Linked DNA regions of Mus musculus: region 1 is linked to region 2. Evidence: chromatin contacts called from public Hi-C data. All regions are on one chromosome and are shown on one strand. Each heading gives the region's core, a stretch centred on a gene start, on an enhancer-like site or on the middle of the called end of the contact. The rest is flanking DNA. Distances are from core to core; before and after follow the strand shown.

What was found. Hi-C and Micro-C count contacts between places; a contact is called where the count stands out from the background.
Region 1: a contact with region 2 is called in a Hi-C map of nephron progenitors, with 3 times the contacts expected there. The contact joins two enhancer-like sites. A contact is called at or near these places in 2 of 484 Hi-C or Micro-C datasets (both in nephron progenitors) and 2 of 115 datasets of contacts at active chromatin or transcription factors (bone marrow-derived macrophages and kidney).

The regions. Positions count from the first base shown.
Region 1 is chr14:76,924,471-76,929,999 of GRCm38.p6, forward strand. No RefSeq gene overlaps it. Among named protein-coding and RNA genes, the nearest start is that of Gm30365, 89 kb to the left of the region's middle. Within about 2 kb of position 3,106, at least 5 of the 459 cell types and tissues checked have an H3K27ac peak or open chromatin away from gene starts, as enhancers often do. A contact at or near this core is called in kidney and nephron progenitors, where this site is marked.
Region 2 is chr14:76,696,341-76,701,879 of GRCm38.p6, forward strand. No RefSeq gene overlaps it. Among named protein-coding and RNA genes, the nearest start is that of 1700105F02Rik, 22 kb to the left of the region's middle. Within about 2 kb of position 2,636, at least 117 of the 459 cell types and tissues checked have an H3K27ac peak or open chromatin away from gene starts, as enhancers often do. A contact at or near this core is called in kidney and nephron progenitors, where this site is marked.

The DNA.
Region 1 (5,529 bases), core at 1,856-4,355, 230 kb after region 2:
TCTATAAGAAAGCAAGCAAGCTGAGCAAGCCGTGGGAAGAAAGCCAGTAAGCAGCACTCCTCTATGGCTTCTGTATCTACTCCCCTCCAAGTTCCTACCCTGTGTGAGTTCCTATCCTGACTCCTTTGGTGATGAACAGTGATGTGGAAGTGTAAGCTGAATAAACTCTTTCCTCCCCAACTTGCTTCTTGGTCATGACATTTTGTGCAGGAATAGAAACCCTGACTAAGACACTGGTGACCAACTCCAATGGTAATGTTCTTACTAACAAAGACTTTTGTTGATGTTACCTTTGATGCTTACCTTCAATCTCATCTCTCTCACTGTGTGCTGGTTTTGTGATTTAATGTCTCAAGAACTAAATGAGGCTACATGAGAAAATTATGACAATATAATCAATAATGGAAAAATGAAATCATAGCTATTGTTGTTTCTGTGTTTTAGCTATTGAGAAATAATGTCATGATGAACATGTATGTTTATAGTTCTTGCTTCAAGATCCTACTTTTCAGTTCTTTGGAAAATAATGAATTAAAAATCTACTTTGAATGACCCCTGAGGTCCAGCTGGCGAGCAGCCTTCCATCTCTCAGCGAAGCATCAGAAAGTTGAGTCTAATCACATGAGACTTCTATGGTAGACCTTGGGCCTGGCAGGCCAGCAACTGTAGTGTCTGCAGTTACCATAGCAATGTATTCTTATGCTTTATTAACTGCATTTCTGCCCAATTGTATCTCTTCTTTCCTGAGTGCCTAGGGTCTAGGTGCCATCACTTCCTGATCTTGATCACACCAGAGCAAACTAAAACCTATCAATTTGGCTAAAGTTGCTAAGAAAGCCCTCTGTTCTATGTCAAGCAGACAAATCAATATGACTCCATTGGATGGGTAAGTCCACACTTGGACATGGCTATTGGGTAAAAGGGCTAGAGGCACTGGAAGGAAAAGCTAATTGCCCCACTTCTGGTAAGCAAGAATTGGTCTTTCTCTACCTATCTGTGAATAGGCATATGTATATCCATTTCTTCCTGGCTATTAATCTCAACCTTTCAGGGGAAGCCACACTTCACCCAGAAAATATGTCAATCACTATTCCAAACAGAACAAAGACCTATGTTCATGTCCAATCTAAATCCTGGAGTAACTTTCAGCACAGGGGGTAGAACAGTTGTAGTTTGCAGTAAATATAGACTATGGCAGCCTAAGTGCACAGTTCAGAGAAAGTCACAGACTGAATGATCTGAGGCACAGTGGTTGCAGGGTAATCAAGGCAAGCCGGGGAGGAGGGTGCAACACTGACTGTACATAGCAGGGCCTCCACACACAGACTGTGGAAATGGAAAGCAGAGGGCACTCCCCCTGTCCTCCCATGCCAGCAGCTTTTAGGCCACACAAGGAGCAGTCTGTGTTCAGTCTAGGCCTGTAAGAAACCAGGAACGAACCACTGCCCTGCCACCCGAGGACCAGCGTTCTGGGAATGAAATGTTTGAGCTCAATTATTGGATCGTGTATGGTGGTTATTCGAAAAAAACATTTTGCATTTTATTTTTTTAATCACTTTTCAAGAAAGATTTGAGGCAAGCCTAAGGTAGGAAATTCCAGGTGGGGGGTTGCTTTAAGGCCAGACAGGATGGAGGAAGCTAAAGCTTAGCACCAAGATGGATACATTAGGATCCTGAGGAGGAGGGATTGCAGTGGGCTTGAGGCAACCAAGGTGATATCAGAAGGCAATTCTACTGGGGCTGGGGGAAAGTGAAATGGACACAGACAGCAAGAGCGGATATGAAACATGGACCCCCACCAGAGTAAACAAGGAAGAATCTCTGTGTATCTCAATATGTTTTAGTTTTGGTATAGACTAGTTGGGAACATTACCCACCAAGATAGAAAAATACTAGGTGATGGTGGCAAAAATCTTATTCAGAACCAGTATGCTCAGAGATAGCACACAAAGGTCACAAGAGACTAATAGCTACACGTCAGAGCTGGGAACTCAAGCGTCAAGCCCAGGAAGGAACAGAACAAGGGTCCATGACTTTGCTCCATTCCAGTTAAATTCTTCCATGTGTAATTAGCAAAAGGTAGTGAGGTAATTGCGCCCCACAGATTCAACCCGTGACCCGCTTTTGAACTGGGTAAGAAGGCACTCACCCAGAGAAGCCCATTTTTTCCAGAACAAACTTTCCTCTGACGCTCTGTCTTGCTCCAGTGCTTCATTCTTCCTCAATCCCCTCTCTGCCAAGCCTAGACTTGTGACATTCAAATAAATCCAAAGGTCCTGCTGGAGGTGGTCGTAGCTCCATCAGCAGCATGGAGACAGAATGGTAGCTCAGTTCTTAACATAGTTAGACATGCAGGCTGCCTCTCCATCAATCACACCAATGCATTCTTTTACCCTATGCTTCTAGAGTTCTAGTGTGGTAATCGTTTTGTTTATGATTAGCAGGGAATGCTGTGAGGAACAGGACAATGAACCTGCATAGATGATGGTAGTACCAATATTGCCTCTTCCCTCCAAAGGAGGACAGGGGAGGAGGCCAAGGGATTGGCACATCATGCACAAAGCAGCTAACCACTGTGATACAGAGTCATGTGGAGGACTATGGGAATCCATGCAGCCTACCTAAGCCTGAGAGCATTAAACAGTGAAGAGACCTGTGCAGACAATCCTGGCCACTGTAGACAGCATATTCCAAAGGATATGGGATAGAACTCTATCCCAAAGGAAGGGATGCAAGCAAGCTGTACTGCAGGGCTTTTAGAAAAACACAGAAATGTTTTTATAAGGAACTTGTAAGGCGGGTGGTGTTAACAACGTGTGAGAATATGTTCACGTTGAACCTTCCCAAGACCTAACCTATTGGAGTTTTCATTTCCTCCAAAGCCTGAGAACTGACAATGAGACCCTGGTCTCCACCACACCTTGTTCTCACAATGCTGCTAGAACTCAGCAGACAACAGTAAGACTCTCCAACAAACTACTTCCCCTTTTAGTGGCTCCAGTGTGGCCTCTGGATTTGTTTGGAGGTCATGAGTCCAGGCATGGCAGAGGGGAGGCCGAGGGAGGGAGAATGTAGCCACTGGTGTGAGACATATCAGAGGAGAGTCTGTTCGGGAAGAAAAGGGCATCTCTGGGTGAATGATTGCCCTCATGCCCATTCAGAACAGAGCCACTGGTTGAATCTGTGGGATACAATTACATCACTGCCATTGCTACACAGCAAAGAATTCTAAGCCTGGACAAACTCATGCAAGGGCACACAAGGAAGGTAGATGAAGAACACTCAGCAGGTTCCTGGAAGACAGCTTGCTTCAGGGTGAGAAGGGCTTTAGGGGAAAGAGACAGCTGTGCAGACTCTCGGTGGTCATCTCAATAAAGCAACTCCATGTGGGAAGAGCTTGGGGAGGGCCTGACCAAGCAAGATTCCTACTACTCCCCCACCATCTTTGCCAGTATAAGACTTTCACTGTGTTTAATGAATCAGACCAGAGGGACATTTAAAATATCTAACAAATAAAATGGCAATGTCTGACCAGCTTGCTGATAGCTGAAGTTGCCTTCTGAGATCCTATGCAATTCCTCTACCTCTTACCCTGCTCTGGGGGATCATTGGTTCTAGGGAATGAGAGCAAGATGATAAAAAACTAAATGGCAGAGAAGGGAGTTGAGGAAAGTCAGCTTCAAGTCCCCTTTGGTGTTATTTTGGTGTCACCTCCTTGCTTCAGACAGAGAAAGAAATTGGAACGGAACACCTGACTCCATGCTAGAAGCAGAAGTATTGTCTGTTATTATTTGCATGATATAATTTCTGGAAGAAACACAACACCAAGGCAAGGCCAAGGTCAACACTGCTGGTATAAGATACACACTATGCTCTCCTATAGTAGTATAGGACACACACTATGCCCTCCTATAGTATGTACTGAGTACTGTGATGTTAAGGCCTTGTAGTTCATTGGAATGCTAGGCCTGAACTTGGGTAGTTTGTGTGTCCTGAACTCATTATGCTTCAGCACCTTACTTAAGCAAGTTAGTTTGTGTTTTCATGGCGAAACATCTTTCTATAGCCAACATTTATCTAACTATAAACAAAACTATTTTGATAAATATTTTTACTACAATATGTACCTATAACAGGTTATATAAAGTGAGAAAAGAAATAGGAATAGAAAAAAATTTAATTAGGAAAGAGAGAGAATATAATATATGTATTAAATATATGAATATGATTAAAAGGTGGACTTTATGGCTGATATCCACTTATCAGTGAATATGTACCATGTTTGTCTTTCTGTGTCTGGGTTACCTCACTCAGGATGATCTTTTCTGCTTTCATCCATTTGCCTGCAAATTTTGTGATGTCATTGCTTTGAATTGCTGAGTAGCATCCCAGTCTGTAAATGAGCAACATTTTTAAAGAAAAAGGATAAAGTCCATTCTTCAGTTGAACATTCATCGTTCTAGGTTGTTTCCGGTTTCTGGCTATTACATAGCTGTACACGTGTCCTTGTGGCATGATGGAGCCTATTTTGGATATATGCCCAAGTGTGGTATAGCTGGGTCTTGAGGTAAAACTATTCCCAATTTTCTGAGAAATTTCCAAATTGATTGCCAAAGAGGATGTACAAGTTTGCACTCCCACCAGCAGTGGGGGCCCCCCCTTCTCTGAGGAGGAAGGGATCAGAGACAGAGGGAGGTGAGGTGAGAGGGAGGGCCCAGGAGGAGAGGAGGGAGGGGAAGCTGTGGGATATAAAGTAAATAAATTAATTAATCAATTAATGAAAAAGGGTAGACTTTATTGATTACTTATCTTTCCTTCCAAGTTCATAATATCTACTTTTTTCTTAATATATACTTAATATTTAAGTGTGTTTGGTCTAAAATAAATTGTCAGACAGTTTTTTTCCCTCCCTCCTTCCTCTCCTACCATTTCCTCCCTCCATTCTTCCTTTTCTTTACTCCCTTCTTTTTGAGACAGAGTTTCCTACATCCTAGACTGGTCTCAAACTGACTGTGTAGGCAAGAGTGACCATGAAGTTCTGACCATACTGTCTCCACTTCCTGAGTGGTGTGATTATGAATATGTACCATTATGCTGGTTTACATGCAACCTTTGAGACAAATCACTTTACTGTCCCCTCCTGTAGTGGTAGGCTAAGAAAAAGACAAACATTTTCTTGGTTTGCTGTTGCTCCCCCGAGAGCTGTTGCTCCCCTGTGTTAATTAATTGTGGTTTTCAACTTGACTTACACAGGAAAAGGGTTCTCAAGTGAAGGCTTGCCTCCATCAGATTACCCTGTGGGCAAGTCTGAAGGGGCATTTTCTACTGATGGATGCAGGAGGAAGCAGCCAACTGTGTGCAGTGTCATACCCAGGTAGGTAGGCCTGAGAGGTAGCAGGAAGAGTGTTGATTATAAGCCTGGGACCAAGCCAGTGAGCAGCGTTCCAGCAAGTCCTCTCCTTCAGTTCATGTCCTGACTTCCTGGAGCGATGGCTTGTATATAACCTACAAGCCAAATAAACTCTTCCC
Region 2 (5,539 bases), core at 1,386-3,885:
GGGGGTCAGCAATGGAGTCGTAAGGCCCACATAACCTGCATAAGTTCAGGGGTCCTTTGCTCATGAAGTCGCCCAGTTACAGCTCTTATATAAAGCCATTTTCAGAGTTGAGTGTCCAGAAGGAACTACACTGAAGGCTGTGCAATACAGCTAAGGAAAGAGAGATGTCCCTGACTGCTGCTGGCGGGACAGGCCATCCCTCGTAAGTAACCACTACCTAGCGTGTCATTCGAGCGCCAAGCACTTTCCATAGGTTGAATCATTTCATGTACATGCTGGCCCATAAACAACAGTAATCTTCACAACAGCCTTGCACAAAGGCAGGTACTCATTCCCACGGCGTTTTAAGTGAGGAAGTCGAGGGATGGATGGGTGTGTGTGTGTGTGTGTGTGTGTGTGTTTGTGTGTGTAGGAAATGGTGATTTGGAGTCTGGCTCCCAGCTTTCTGATAAAAGAACCTCTATTTTTCTAGTCCCTGCTAGACTTCGAGGGACTGAATTATGCTAAGCTTACAGAGAGCTGATGTATCTGGTATAAACCGGATCCATTCCTCCACAATGTTAGGCTCTACCTTACATTCTGGTAACCAAGCAACTTATTTCCAGTAATCCAGGGCACCTCTTCTGGGGATTGAGATACCTGCAGTGACGAAATAAGAACCAGAAGGCTGCTCTCAGGGCATGCAATCAAAACAAAGCTAATTGCAACATCTCAGGGGGGATGTCGGCTAGACAGAGGCATTATCTGGGAAATCATCCTGTTGGTAGGTTGTGTGGCTGAAAACACAGCCTCCTTGCACACAAAGGGCATTTTTTTCTCTGTTGTCAGTGTCTTCTCATCAACTCACGACAGGTGCATGACCACCAAATAGCAGCCCCCCAAACACACGTTAAAAACACAAGCACACGCACACATGCATGCTTCCATGTAGGTATGCACATGTATGTGTGTGCATGTGCATGCATGTATGTGCACACACACACACACACACACACACACACACACCTGGACAAATTTGAATACAAATAGCATCTGTGTGCTTGTGTATGTGTGTATGTGCGTATGCGCATGCATGTGTGTGCATGTGTGTGTTTCCTGATATGGATTTTGCTTTTTTTTTCCTCCTAATGTCCCCCTCCATCACCAAGCACAATTATTAGCATCTCTATACCACCGAGAGAAGGAGGAATGGTAACTGTCTGTTTGGGTCTACTCTTAGCCACACCGGTGGCCTTTAGTGTTTTGCTCTGCCTACTTATGTGAAGCTTTGGAGAGAAGCAGAATCTGGCTTGGGATTTATTTACCATCCTACGTATACTTTGTGTGTTCACACAAGCTCCTTGAACACAGCCTAGGTACAATAATGGTAACCAAAGTCGTTGTTCAGAGTTAGAGTAGGCCTTTGTTGAGTGTCTTCCACGTGTAGGGTACTTTTGTAAGCAGGTCTTGAAGACTCATCTCTTCCTTGAGCAAAAGATGAAGTGTGTGAGGGGAAGGCACTAGAATTTCAGGTTTGTTGTGTTCTGATCTTTGAATTTCTCAATGAATTTTAGTAAAGTCTGATTCTTACATGGTTCTTACATGGTCCCATTTTAAAGCCTGTACATGTTTGTTTGGGGTCTTTTTTTTTTGTTTTTGACAATAATTGAAAAGAAGTACGGACTTGAGACCTTTTGGGATTCCCAGGCCTCCCTGGACAGTACACTGGCTCCCTCTCTCCTTCTTCCTCCTTCACCTCTCTGATTCCAGGAACTCTTCCCATTCGGGGCCTCATACTAATTGCTTCCTGTGGTAACACTGCCTTCCTCTTGCTCGATAAGGGCGGAGCCTCCATCTCTTGGGGACCTCGTGTGTTTCTGCATCCTGGAAAGGTGGAAACTGTGTGTCCCCCACGCTAGCTCAAGGACAAGAGGCACAGAGTGCAGTCAAGGGGAGAATTTGGCTCCCAGTGTCTAAACACGCCAATCCAAGCCTTCTGCGTGACTGTGCCTGCAAATCTCAGCTTTCACTGCACATTTTAGACTACCCAGTTCTATTACTCCCTTCTCCTCTCCTGTTGGCCTCAGAGGATCTTCCAGTCCATTCAAGAGAAACAGTTTTAATTAAGCATCGCTGTGAACTTGATCATCTTTAAGTCTCTGATTTCTCACGGGAAGCTGGGGGATAAGCTGGGGTGGAGCTCGGTGGAGGGGGTTAGTTCTCAAGGCCGTGGTCAGAAGACAAAAAAACGTTGGCAGAGCTATGTCCTGCCAAAAATGGAGGAGTCCAAATGAAAATCAACATTGATGAAAGGAGGGCAGCTCACCTCACCGTGACGTTAGTACCCTAGGCTGGCACGCTCATGTAAGTCCAGATAGGAAATAAACAACATCCCAAGGGTTCCAGTAAGAAAAGGATGACAGCCTTGGAGCACAGCTGCAGCCACTTTCTGGGATTAGACTCTGCTGGTGCCTTTGGCCTTGGTTCCTCCCACCCCCAGTGCTATTTGATCCCTACAGCTTTGCTTCCACTGGGTTCAAGTACATGCTTGCAGGCTTCTCTTTGCCCAGCAAGTAAACAAACCTCCAATGACAAAGGAAAACACTGGCCTGGTGCAGGGTTTCAAGGCAGGAGGCCTGAGATGGGGATTTCCCTGTTTGTTATGACAGGAGCCCTGCTCTCCCCATAGGGTTGAGAGGAACGGGAATAAGGTTGAAAAGCCTTGAGTCAGGCCCAGAGAATTTCAGTTTCAACATCGCCTCAGCCAGCAGGTGCTTAATCATTCTAATTACCTTCAACACAAAGGTCATGGCTGAAGTAAATGATTATCTGCTGGCTGCTTCGCTTAGTGTACTACATCTTTGCTTAGCATATGGAGAAGGACTTTACTGTACTGTGCTTTGTTTCTATGGGATGGTTACCACAGTCAGTGGTGGGTCTGTAGCTGGCTGCCCTTGAGGGCCTGTATGGACAGCCCCATAGAGGATGGAAGGTGGCACAGGCTGCGCAGGGTAGCTTGCTATTCAAGGGTAAGTGCATGTAAGGTGGTGTAATCTTGCCCAAGTCCAAGGCTCCCTGGGTTCTTACCGTACTCAAGGAGAAGGAAGGAAAAAAGGAAGGAGGGAGGGAGGGAGGGAGGGAGGACACAGGACTACTGGAAAGACCTCTTTACACCATGGTTTTGTACCAAGGGTCTTGGGTACAACTGGCTGTGTCACTCCTCAGAACCTAGGAACAGCATGTGCAACCCCCGGAAGATGTCAGCTTGCTCCCTGAGGAAACAGCTTGGTCAAGAGTCATTCAGAAGAGGAGGCCTTGCAGCCTCTTCTCTAAGCTACGCAGAAGGCTGAAGGATAACAAATTCAAAAGGATAAAGTTTGATGCCGATCTAGGCAACTTTGTGAAGCCTTGCCTCAAAAAAAAAAAATCCCCCCAAAACAAAACAAAACAAAAAAACCACCACCACCAAGAAGAATCTCAGTGGTTGATTGATTGGTTGATTGATTACCTGTTACGTACACGATCTGAGGCCTAATCTATATAGTATGGCACAAACAGAATAAGCAGTGACAACAAAACACCAGAAGCTTCCCTCCTTAGTGACAGGGGAAGGAGAGTATCAAAGATTACCAACTCTGATCTAGAGTGAACTCTGAAATTTAATCACTTTATTTTCAATATGAATAAGTGTTGAGCATAATTTGTTGGGGACTATGTTTAAGGGGGATGAGGAGAATGGGGGATGGGTTGATAGAAATGTCAAATGCAGTCTGATACTTTCTTCCCCTCCTTTTTTTTCTGTGTGGGACTCATTTGGTATATACATATACTGTCTATGTATTTCATATATATATATATATATATATATATATATACTATCTAATATATAAATATACTAGATAGTATCTACACATACGTATTCTACTCATGTCTACACATCATATTACTCTCCTCAGCAACCCAAACCACATGTTGTGTTAGTCATCTTCCTATCGCAATAATTTTTTTGAAATTATTAGTAAAACACCATTTCAGATGTTTGACTCCAGCATGAATGCATCCAGTTGCCTTAGTCCTGTGGTGAGACAGTATATCATGGTGGGAGCATGTGACTGAACAGAAGAACCACAAAGAAATGAATGTGAGGGAGGTTCCCTGGCGTCTCCTAAGGACACACCCCCAGCTCCCACCTCCTAAAGGCTCTACTACGCCCTAATCTCATGGCCCTGTCATCAGGCTTCTGCCTCATCTGGAGATCAACTTTTTCACATGGACCTTTGGGATGACTTAAGACAAAAATCCAGAAAATAGCCACTTTAGTTAACTTCCCATTATACATTATAGTATAATACACTGTGTTGAATATTTACTCCTTGCTAGTCTCTTTAAAGCATCACAATTTTAAAGAGGAAAATGATAGAAAAGTGATATACCCTTTCATTGATACATCATGACTTCTTTTTAGGTTTAAACAGTTGAGATCCATAAGCCCTTCGTTGTTCACAGCAGGGCATGTATGCTATTTAGAAAACTCCTCTAGGTTTGTGGTCCAAAGTGTCAAAATTTTCTAAGTGGTGGTTTGACTGAAATTGGCCCCCTACAGGCTCACAGGGAGTGGCACTATTGGGAGGTGTGGCCTTGTTGAAAGAAGTGGGTGGGCTTTGGGGTTTGGGGGACCCAAGGCAGTCCCAGTATCACCCTCTCTTCCTGTTGCCTGCAGATCTGTGTGTAGAACTCTCAGCTCCCTCTCCAGCACTGTGTCTGCCTGCGGGGCCGCTATGCTTCCTGTCATGATGACAGGGGACTAAACCTCTAAACTATGAGCCAGTCCTGATTAAATGCTTTTCTTTATGAGAGTTGCTGTGACCATGGTGTCTCTTCATAGCAATAGAAACCCTAACTAAGACAGTCAGAATGATGGATATTCTGGCTTATATTTTTGTATGATTGGTAAGGGAGGAGTCTCACAGACTATCTACCACTGTGGTGACCTCAAATATAGGTGATCTTTCATTCCCCATATATTCCCAGGGCCAAATTGTCTATTGCACACATGTCATGGTAGACTGTGTGCCTTTGTATCACGATGCTGCATGAGTTGGCCCTTAAGTTAGAGTATTTCTAGAAGCAATGCCTATGAATAGCAGTAACTTATCAATGTTCAGAGGTGACTGAAAGCCAACTAAATATATCCCCTTAAACCCAAGCTAAATATGCCAACTCAACTTTACCTCAGCACTGTTCCAAAAATACTGTAGAAAGTCTCTGCCCAGGGTGTGGGAAGCAGGAGGGGGTGGGGTGGGAATGGAAGAGAGTCTTACCACCATTACAATCAGAGCATCCTGGTTTTGCAAAGTTTTCAAAGCTTATGTGACTATGGGCTCGACAGCCTACCCTTTATTGAGAGATACATTCTTGGACTTTTATAGATACCAAAATGCATGATGCTCAAGTCTCTTCTTAGATACAGCAGCACAGCCTCTGTATGTAATCTATACAATCCTTGCTGCTAAATCATCTCTTGACTACGTACCATTCCCGACACAGTGCCTGCCCACAC